Regions from separate parts of the Mus musculus genome. Here region 1 is linked to region 2. A link is a contact called in public Hi-C data. All regions are on one chromosome and are shown on one strand. The core of a region is the stretch at or near the end of the contact, and the rest is flanking DNA. Distances in the headings are between cores, read along the strand shown.

Evidence for each region. A called contact is a pair of places that touch in the nucleus more often than the background predicts.
Region 1: a Hi-C map of the N1E-115 cell line shows a contact between it and region 2, with 2.8 times the contacts expected there. The contact joins two enhancer-like sites. A contact is called at or near these places in 10 of 39 promoter capture datasets (the C10 cell line, the HPC-7 cell line, cranial neural crest and 6 more), 1 of 15 datasets of contacts at CTCF or cohesin (the NIH/3T3 cell line), 2 of 484 Hi-C or Micro-C datasets (the HL-1 cell line and the N1E-115 cell line), 5 of 115 datasets of contacts at active chromatin or transcription factors (craniofacial prominence, embryonic basal ganglia, embryonic forebrain and 2 more) and 5 of 9 other capture datasets (adipose tissue, embryonic stem cells, liver and 2 more).

What each region holds. Positions count from the first base shown.
Region 1 is chr19:56,773,587-56,777,889 of GRCm38.p6, forward strand. No RefSeq gene overlaps it. Among named protein-coding and RNA genes, the nearest start is that of Gm32718, 33 kb to the left of the region's middle. Within about 2 kb of position 2,060, at least 64 of the 459 cell types and tissues checked have an H3K27ac peak or open chromatin away from gene starts, as enhancers often do. A contact at or near this core is called in the N1E-115 cell line, where this site is marked.
Region 2 is chr19:56,474,216-56,478,438 of GRCm38.p6, forward strand. It overlaps Plekhs1 (pleckstrin homology domain containing, family S member 1), which reads left to right. Exons shown (of 13, transcript NM_001164263.1): 7 at 1-39; 8 at 2,939-3,073; 9 at 4,208-4,223. Among named protein-coding and RNA genes, the nearest start is that of Plekhs1, 15 kb to the left of the region's middle. Within about 2 kb of position 2,551, at least 50 of the 459 cell types and tissues checked have an H3K27ac peak or open chromatin away from gene starts, as enhancers often do. A contact at or near this core is called in the N1E-115 cell line, where this site is marked.

The sequences.
Region 1 (4,303 bases), core at 810-3,309, 300 kb after region 2:
CACTTGGAACCCTCCACGGTTCCTTTTCTTACTTGATCTCATTTGCATCTCAAGAAAAGAGAACGAGCTTGATTCCAATTTTACCAGTGAGGAAACTGAACCATGCCATGCCCTTCCCAAATCCCCAGGATATGAACCTATGTTTGAGATAGCGCCTTAAAAGAAGTAATTACATTAAAATGGGGTCACTGGGGTGAGCTCTAATCCAATCTGACTGGTGTCTTTATAAAGAGAGATTAGAGTACAAATGCAAACACCCAGGCAAGATCACGTGAACACAGAGCAAGGGAGTCCCGCAAAGACAAGAGGGAGGCCTGCCACAGAAGCAGCCAACCTCTCCCCACACTTTTGTCCAGAAGTTTTGGCTTTCAATATGGAGGGGGGGGGTCTCTATTTTAAGCCACCTGATCCTTGGTATTTTATTATGGTTGCTACTGCAGACTAATACAGGCTCCCAGGTTCTCAAACTTTCCTGAGGTCTCACACTTAGCAAGAGCCAGAGTGAACTTCATTTCTCAAGCCCTACACTTTGTAAAGCCTTTATGGAATAAAATGTTTTGCATATGGGAATTAATTCTGCCACATAGCTGGTGATGTACAGCGGTTCTCTCACTGACTGACTGCCATGTTGTTCGAATCCTATTTATAGCAAAATGTCTCCAGGCATGGGGGAGGATGTTCCAGAGTTCCTACCACAGAAAGCTAAGGTAAGCCTCTTTATCTGTCCTGGTTTGTCCAGGACCCAGTGTCTCAGCACCAGACAGAGAATGACAAGGATTCTTAGGAAACAAACAAAGAACCTGCCATCGTCATCGGAACCAAGGCCCGTGAGAACAGACCTCTGGCCAGCACACTGAGGCCCAGCACCCTCCCTAGGCAGCTGTTGATCTGTCGGCTGCCTCCTGGTGACTTCAGTCTGTGGTCTTTTGCTTTGCCTTGGGACATGGAACTGAAACTCGGGTGTGAGCAGGGTTTTACATGGGGAACCCGTTTCTCTCTTTCCTCCTTGCCTTGGGGTTGGAGGCTCACAGGCTCCAAACTGGGCTTAACCCCGGAAGGAATGTCCTCAAACCACAAGGAACAAGACTTCCTCTGTCACAGAAGTGGCCCCAGAATGGGTGGCTAAGGAGTCTCCTCTACATGGGCCCTGTCACTCCCTCTGCCTACAGGGCTCTAGCTACATTTGTCCCTCCTGAAAGTGGGTTGGGGCAGGGAATGCAGGCTGACTTTCCCAGCAGGCGGACATCTCACTATCTGGCTAAGATAGTAACTGTTGAAAGTGACAGTGACATAGTCCATACTCACAGACGCAGCAACACACTCACTTTTGGTTCTGGAGCCAGGCGCTGCCTAAGGTCTACCGGACATAATGACATTGCATCCTGCCTGGCTCGAGGGCCAAAAGCTAAGGGTTCTGAGAACTCGTGTTCTTGCTCATTAATTTAGATAATGGGTTGGATTCATGAGAAGTCTGGGTTGCCATTTTCTTATTAACATCTTTGTAGCTCTCAGGAAGGTCATTAGATCCATATCAACAAACACATACACTTGGCAGTGGTGCCAATATACCAATAAAAGCCAATTCCCAATCTGTGATCTCCATGCCAAGTGGTGGAGTTGGATCCTTGCCTGGGCTATGGCACGGTAACTCTGGAGTTGTGGGAATCTTAGACATGGCCTATTGGGGGTGCCAGGAGCAGCCACCGCCCCCCCCCCCCCCTTATAGTGACTCGTGCAATGTCACACTTAGGATCGTCATCAAGCATCACAGCGAGGTGCAGGAATGGGAGGCAACTGCCCATCTTCACGATTCCCACAGAACAACTGCTCTGACTGCCAGTGCCACACAGCCGAGCGCGTGTTTCCACTTGCTGCAAGTCTCTAGTTACCTCTTAGGGAGGTGATGGCAGTGTTGGTGTTGGAACCAAGGGCCTCGACAACTGTGCTCAGAAATCTCCCTACCATTGAGTGTGATGCCTTTTGAACCCCATCCCACCAAACTTATCATCAAAGCTCCAGCAATGTTTCCAGCTATACACGGATGGAAATAGCTTCCGGAGGAAGAGTCCCCCAGATTCCAAGTCAGAAACGCATCTGGAAGAGAGGGAGCAACCCAGAGCTGCTTTCCCTCTGGCTCAGCGGATCTTAGGGACCTCACGGGTGCAGAAGGGAGGCGCTGGGAGGCCAGCAGTCGCCCACGAAGAGATCTGCTCCCGGGAAAGTCCTCAAAGCCAGGTGAAGTGTAGCATCCTGAAGGAAAAAAGGAGGGCTGAGCAGTGGGCCACTCCGCGGGAATCAAAGGCGGGGGCGGGGGAGAGGGTGTGGTGGGCCGCTGACAGAAAGAAGTGGCTGGCTGCAGGCTCCAAAGGGGACCTGTTCCCAGCTTGCCACTTGGATGGCACCTTTCAAAGCCCCACGGAGATACCAGGACAAAGGGATGAGAAGCTCCGCAGTGAGGGTGCGGCTCCTCCCCGCCTTTGAGCTCAGCGCAGCCCCGGAGCCGCCCTTGGCCGCTCTATGCTCCCTCCCTGGTGTCCTTTGATCCACCAGCTGCTCCAGCGGCCCTTTCGAGGAAGCCAGAGGAGGGGCGCCCAACTCCCCACTAGAGGGGAGGTAGAATTTCTTTGAAATGGAACAACCACGATCCTGTTGGCTTAATAGGAAGCTATCCACTGCAGACAAAGTTGGGTTTGCTTCCCATTTCCCCCTACCAAACCAAGATACTTCTTGGTCTTTTGCAAGAAAGCTCCCTTCAGTGAGGTGACTCTCATTCACAGAGAGGCTGGGTGGTTGGAAAACGTTCTTGTTAGGGGGTGAGAATGTAGCGCCTGCCCAGACAGGACAGTTCTCAGGCATGGCGTGAGAAGCCTCCTTGCTGTGTTCCTTCACACTGCCTTAAAGTTTATGAATCCTCCGCAGACCACACCTTGCTCTCCTGGCTGGTTCTGCTGTCACATTAAAACAGCTGTTTACAGACTGCTTGATCATTCCCACCCTGAACTCTTCCTGGACAGGAGAGAGCTACTCTAGAGTTTAGATGTTTAAAACAAAAACCCTTCCAGCTAGGCTCACAGCCTTATCTTCCAAACAACAGAAAGTAGAGCCTTTAGTAACACCATTCAGATTCAAGACCAGCTTCTCAGATTTCAGAGTGCCAGCAACTCTGTTTAATGTCCCAAAAGAACGATTTCTGAGCTTAAGAAATTACAGACCGAGAGAGCAGCAGAGTCGCTTGATGGAGTCGGAAGGTTGAGACCTAGGTCTGGCCAGGGTGAGGCAGAAAGATGATGTCACAGTGGTTCAGGCAAAGCGCCCGTAAGCACGTTGTCCTTTCTTCCAAATGTCTACCCTTGAGAGTAGGAAGTAAACTTTTCAAAGACGCTCTTGATGTTTTCTGGGTTAGAGTTTGGGCGAGAGTGAAGCCACACTCTAACACACTGTGTTGGGCTAGTGCCTGCCACTGAGACTGCTCTAAGGCTGTCTGTCACCTGACGCTGGAAGGCAAGAAGTACAGCTCACATTTCAGATACCTGAGGATCCTGAAGACGACAGCCAGGTTGATAAGCCTGGAGAGGGACACTCCCAGGGCAGGGTGGTGACAGCTGGTTGTTTGGTAACATTCCTCTGCCATCTAGTGGCACCAGCCTACACTTCCCTCTCAGATGAACTTCTTGGCGCTCCCACACTCCGACGGGAGTTTTTATTTCTTTCGTTCAAACTGAGTTTTTTAAATCAGCCATCTTAAGGGTCAGTGAGACGGTTCAGGAAGTGAGGGTGTTTCTCACCAAGTTGGAGCCTTAAGAGCCATTTGGCAGAAGGAATGTATCTATCTATCTACTCCCACAAGTGGTCTTTTGGCCTCCAAACACACTCAATGGCAACTGTGTGCATTTGCACATTAATGAAAAATCCATCTCAAGAGGTCCATCAGAGAAAAAGGCCCACTCCGCAGAACTGACTTTGAATCTGTGCCATGATGCCGGCCAGCCACTTCACCATGGGGATGCAGCCTGGTAATCTGTGACACGCGACAACTTGTTTCCTCCTACGAGTGTGCTTCCTAGTACAGAAGCCATCCACAGATGTAAAAAGCGTCCTTGCGGTCTCTATCCCTGGAAACAGGACTCCATGCTGTGTCTTCTCTATGTCTTGCTCTCTGAATTGTTTGAGGAGGTAGCAAAGACTTCAAGTTCATCATGCTGTTCTCCTGACTACAGCCTTCTGTCCTGCCTGAAGCCTTGTGCTGCCCTCAGGCCTCTGAGAGCCCTGTTCTAACTCTGGTGCTCTGAAGTCTGTGTTGACA
Region 2 (4,223 bases), core at 1,301-3,800:
GGTATCAGACTTGCATCACCGAGGGCCAGTCTTCCAGAGGTGGTAATCGATTTCTCTTCCTTCTGTCTCAGGATTCAGCCATTGCTGAATGAATGGTACCCCACTGCCTCAGGGAGTCAGTCACTGTTGAATGTCCCACTGGCTAGCAGCTTACATTGACCTTGCCCATCAGAGTCCAATGCGCTGATTGAAAGAATCATTCCCGGGCATGAGGCTCCAGAACAGCACTGTAAGCACGAAGACCTAACTCTGGTTCCCCAGGGACTCATGTGGCGCCACTCACTAACTTTAGTGCTGAGGAAGCAGAGACAGGTGTATCCTTGGGTTCACCGGTCAGTCAGCCTAACCTACGTGGTGAGTTCCAGGCCAGTGGGGCAGAGGAACCAATGGCAGGAACTTCTGAGGAACAACAACTGAGGGTGTTCTCCAACCTCACGCACGCGCACGTGCGCGCGCGCGCGCACGCACACACACACACACACACACACACACACACATCGACACACACACAGAATGATTCCTTAATATTTGCCCATTTCCTATTCTTCAGGTAGGCTTTAGCACTCACCTAGCTGACTCTAGATCTCACCCAGTTTGGATGCTCTAGACTGGGGTTCCTTCACTTAGCTTAGCCAGCAGCCCTTCCCCTCCTTCCACACGCAGGGCTCAAAGGTCCCTCGTGCCCCCTGATCTCCTGTCGCCCTGTCCACACCCTCAGGCACTGAGGGGCTTCCTCCTGCTTCCCTTCACTCATCCAGTTAGTCTGGCTTCCCGCTCTCTGTATAGCGTCCCTTTCGTCCTGGCACAATCTGTCTGAGGAAATAGAATGTCCTGCCTGTGGCCGGAAGGGGCGTGTCCGCTCTTGGAAGGGGCGTGTCCGCTTCTGCAAAGCCATAGGGCTGTGCGCTCTCCTCTAGGGATTCGCTGTCTTTCTAGCTTTGGGAATGATCACTAAATAGGCTGGGTGGTACATCCCCCTGCACATCTATCATGTCATCCCTTAGAGACACCACTATTGGCATCCTTCCCTCTGTGGCTACCGAGCACATGCAATGAAGCAAGGCCTCCCATTTTATCAAGCTCTCCAACATTTCAAATGCCTTTTTTTTTTTTTTTTAGTTTATCAACACCCCCAGGCCCGACACTTCATCTCTGTTATTCAGTGAGCAAAAGCAGTGATAGGGACCAGGGCAGACAGACAGATTGGCCTTGAGCAAGTGCCTCTCGCTCCAGTTCATGGCAGACCCCTTTCCCCCCCCCACGGACGCCTTATGGGTGGCTTTTCGGTTTTCCCTTATTTATTGAGATCAAGTAATAGTTTTTTTAACCATCTCAAGTTAAAGTCACCGGTTGTCTTGCTGGGTTTTGTTATTGATGTTGGTACCTCAGCGTAATCTGCTTCGATAGGCCGTCTTCGGCAACTGCAATAGACTATTGTACGTGAAGGGGCGTGGTCCTAACAGCAGCAACGTCAGTTCCACAGCTCTGAAGGCTGTAAGGTTCAAGACCAAGGAGACTCGGCTGGCAAAGGGCTTCTTGCTGTCTCATCAAGTCACAGACAGGCAAGCAAGCGAGGCATAGGGCAACCAGGATGAACTCAGCCTTCCTCTCAGACATGGCATGCAGGCAGACATGGTGCAAGACAGTTCTACATCTTGATCCAGGCAGCAGAAGGGGACTGGTTTCTATGGGCAGCCAGGAGGAGGCTGTGGACTACACTGCCCAGACTTGAGCATATATATATCTCCTCACTCCACAGTGACACACTTCCTCTAAAAAAGGCTACCTCTCCTTCAATAAGGTCACACCTCCTAATAGTGGCACTTCCCATGGGCCAAGCATATTCAAACCACTACAAGCTGAAAGTGCATTTAACACACCTGCCTTATGGAACACCACAGCCTAGCAACACAGCACACTGCAGAGTCCCCAGTTTCCCCCATGATTGCAGAGTTATCAAGGAGCTGAAGCTCACTGTTGCCACCAGGTTTACAAGAAAGTTGTGATACCCATATTGGTAGCCCACACAAAGGCTAACATTCAAAGTCTGAAATACAGTTTCTAGTGAATGCATCTTGCTTTTGCACTCCCTTATGAGAGAAAAAAACAAAAAGACCATAAAAACCTGAAAGTTGAACCATCACAACTCAGGGTTCTCTATGTCTCCGTCTCTCTCTCTCTCTCTCTCTCTCTCTCTCTCTCTCTCTCTCTCTCTCACACACACACACACAGAGAGAGAGAATGCTAAGTTCCATAAAATTCCCAGCAAACATTTGGGAGGTCTTATGAAAGTCCCCAGCCATCAGGCATTGTTCTTGGGAAATTAAGTCACACTCATAACAATTCCTATGCCATGCAGGGCAGCTCCATCAGTAGGCAATCTGGTGTCTGTTAGGGGAGGGAAGGCAATAATTAATTGCTTGCATCTACATCACCTGGAAGCGTATAATTCTGACTGTCACGTAGCCAACACTACCTAATTACACTGCTGTAGAAACAGACAAGCTGTGAACAAAACACAAAAGAGGGATCCTGAGCCAGAAGGAGGTTCAGTGACTCTGGGCTAATTACTTCCTCAGAGGCTGTTGAGAGAGGACTGGGAAGAGATGGGGGTAGGGACACCATGACAAAGCTCTGTGACTTGCACTCCACCCACAGTAGAAAACTTCTTGTTCAGAGTTGTAATTCTTCACAGTAGAGAAAAAATTCCAAATATTAGCTAGGCATATGTGTTCCCACATTAGAGGGACCCAAACTGAAGAGCAAGTTCAAGTCATGTGGGTTTCTGCCTGTCACACTCAAACAGCCTCTGATCTTGTCAACCCAATTGATCTATTATACTTTTTTTTTTCTAGAAAGTATTGGTTCAATTCTATTGAAAAGAAGGGGAGGAGGGAGGGAGGAACTCATTAGTTTCTTCTGTATCTTCCTTATTCAGCATTTAATACAAAAAAGCCTCCAAAGATTCAGGCAAGCTCATCTTCATCAGGATCATGATTTCCACTCAGAACCCACCCAAGATACAGAAGAAGAGTACTATCTCACTCCTCGAAGTTTAGAAGCCTGTTTAGAAGTAAGTCCCCACTCCCTGCCCTGCCCTGCCCACCCCGCCCTGCTCCACCCTGCCCCACTAAGCATTCATTCCTTCAACATATGTGCCCAGCCTCTGTCACACGCTGCTGCCAGAGCCAACAGGCTGAGATTAGGAGGCACAAAGGTAAAGTTGGCAGAGGCGGGTGGCTGGCTCACCATGCTGGCACAGGAGTAGGAGCCAACCATCGCACAAGACATATGCTTATATGATGTTTGGGTTGTGGCAGTGGTGGGAAGAGGGAACTGGTTTCCAGGCAGAAGATCAGAGAAGGTTCTATAAAGGAGATAACATTTAACTACTTGGCAGATTAAATCTGGGACTTAGTAGTCTTTCTATTTTTCTGGACTGAAAGGAAAAGAATGAAAGTCCCTGGGTAATCAGTGTGGGTGTATATGAGACAGCCTGTTGATAGCTAGACGTCCTTCTGAGTGCTGGACCCACACTATGCTCAGCCTGGTGGCCACAATGATGAGCCTCATTGCCCTCTTGCTTTCAGAGCCCACAGCCTCAGTTACCAAAGAGGGTAGGCATTGGGACACAGGGAAGACTGTTCGCTCCTTTTGACTCAATGCAGGCTTCAGAGACCACAGACATCCTTGTCTGGTCAATTGCTTAGGTAGGCTACAGTTCAGAGTGTGTGAATGGCAGAGTAGACAATTAACAGAACAAAAGAGCCAGCCCGTGACAGGCAGTGAATTCTAAATTGACTCTATGCTGAGGGCAGCATGGAGCAAAGGTCTTCTAAGCAGGGAAGTGGTGAGCCATGAGTTGACTTTTAGACACAATGGCCACGAAGCAGTGATCTGTAGTACACACAAATAGAGGATGTGGGAGGAAGGTAGGGCAGGAGGGCAGAGATTAAAGCAGCCAAGTGGGTCACAGAGATGTTGACCAATGTTTCTTAAGCATAGAACACTTCTTTCACCAAAAATACTTCTCTGGGACAACCAAGCCATCGGGTGTGTAGTAGGGCGAGGTTAATATTCTCTGAAGAAGCACTTTCCCTGCGAGGGAAAATGCGTTATTCCAGATGCAGAGAGGCGTGAGGCAAGGTGAGGAGGTGCCTGGTCAGTGGCAGATCTGAATCCTTACATTTGTTCCTCTTGTCTTTAGTTAGAGAATATTGCTG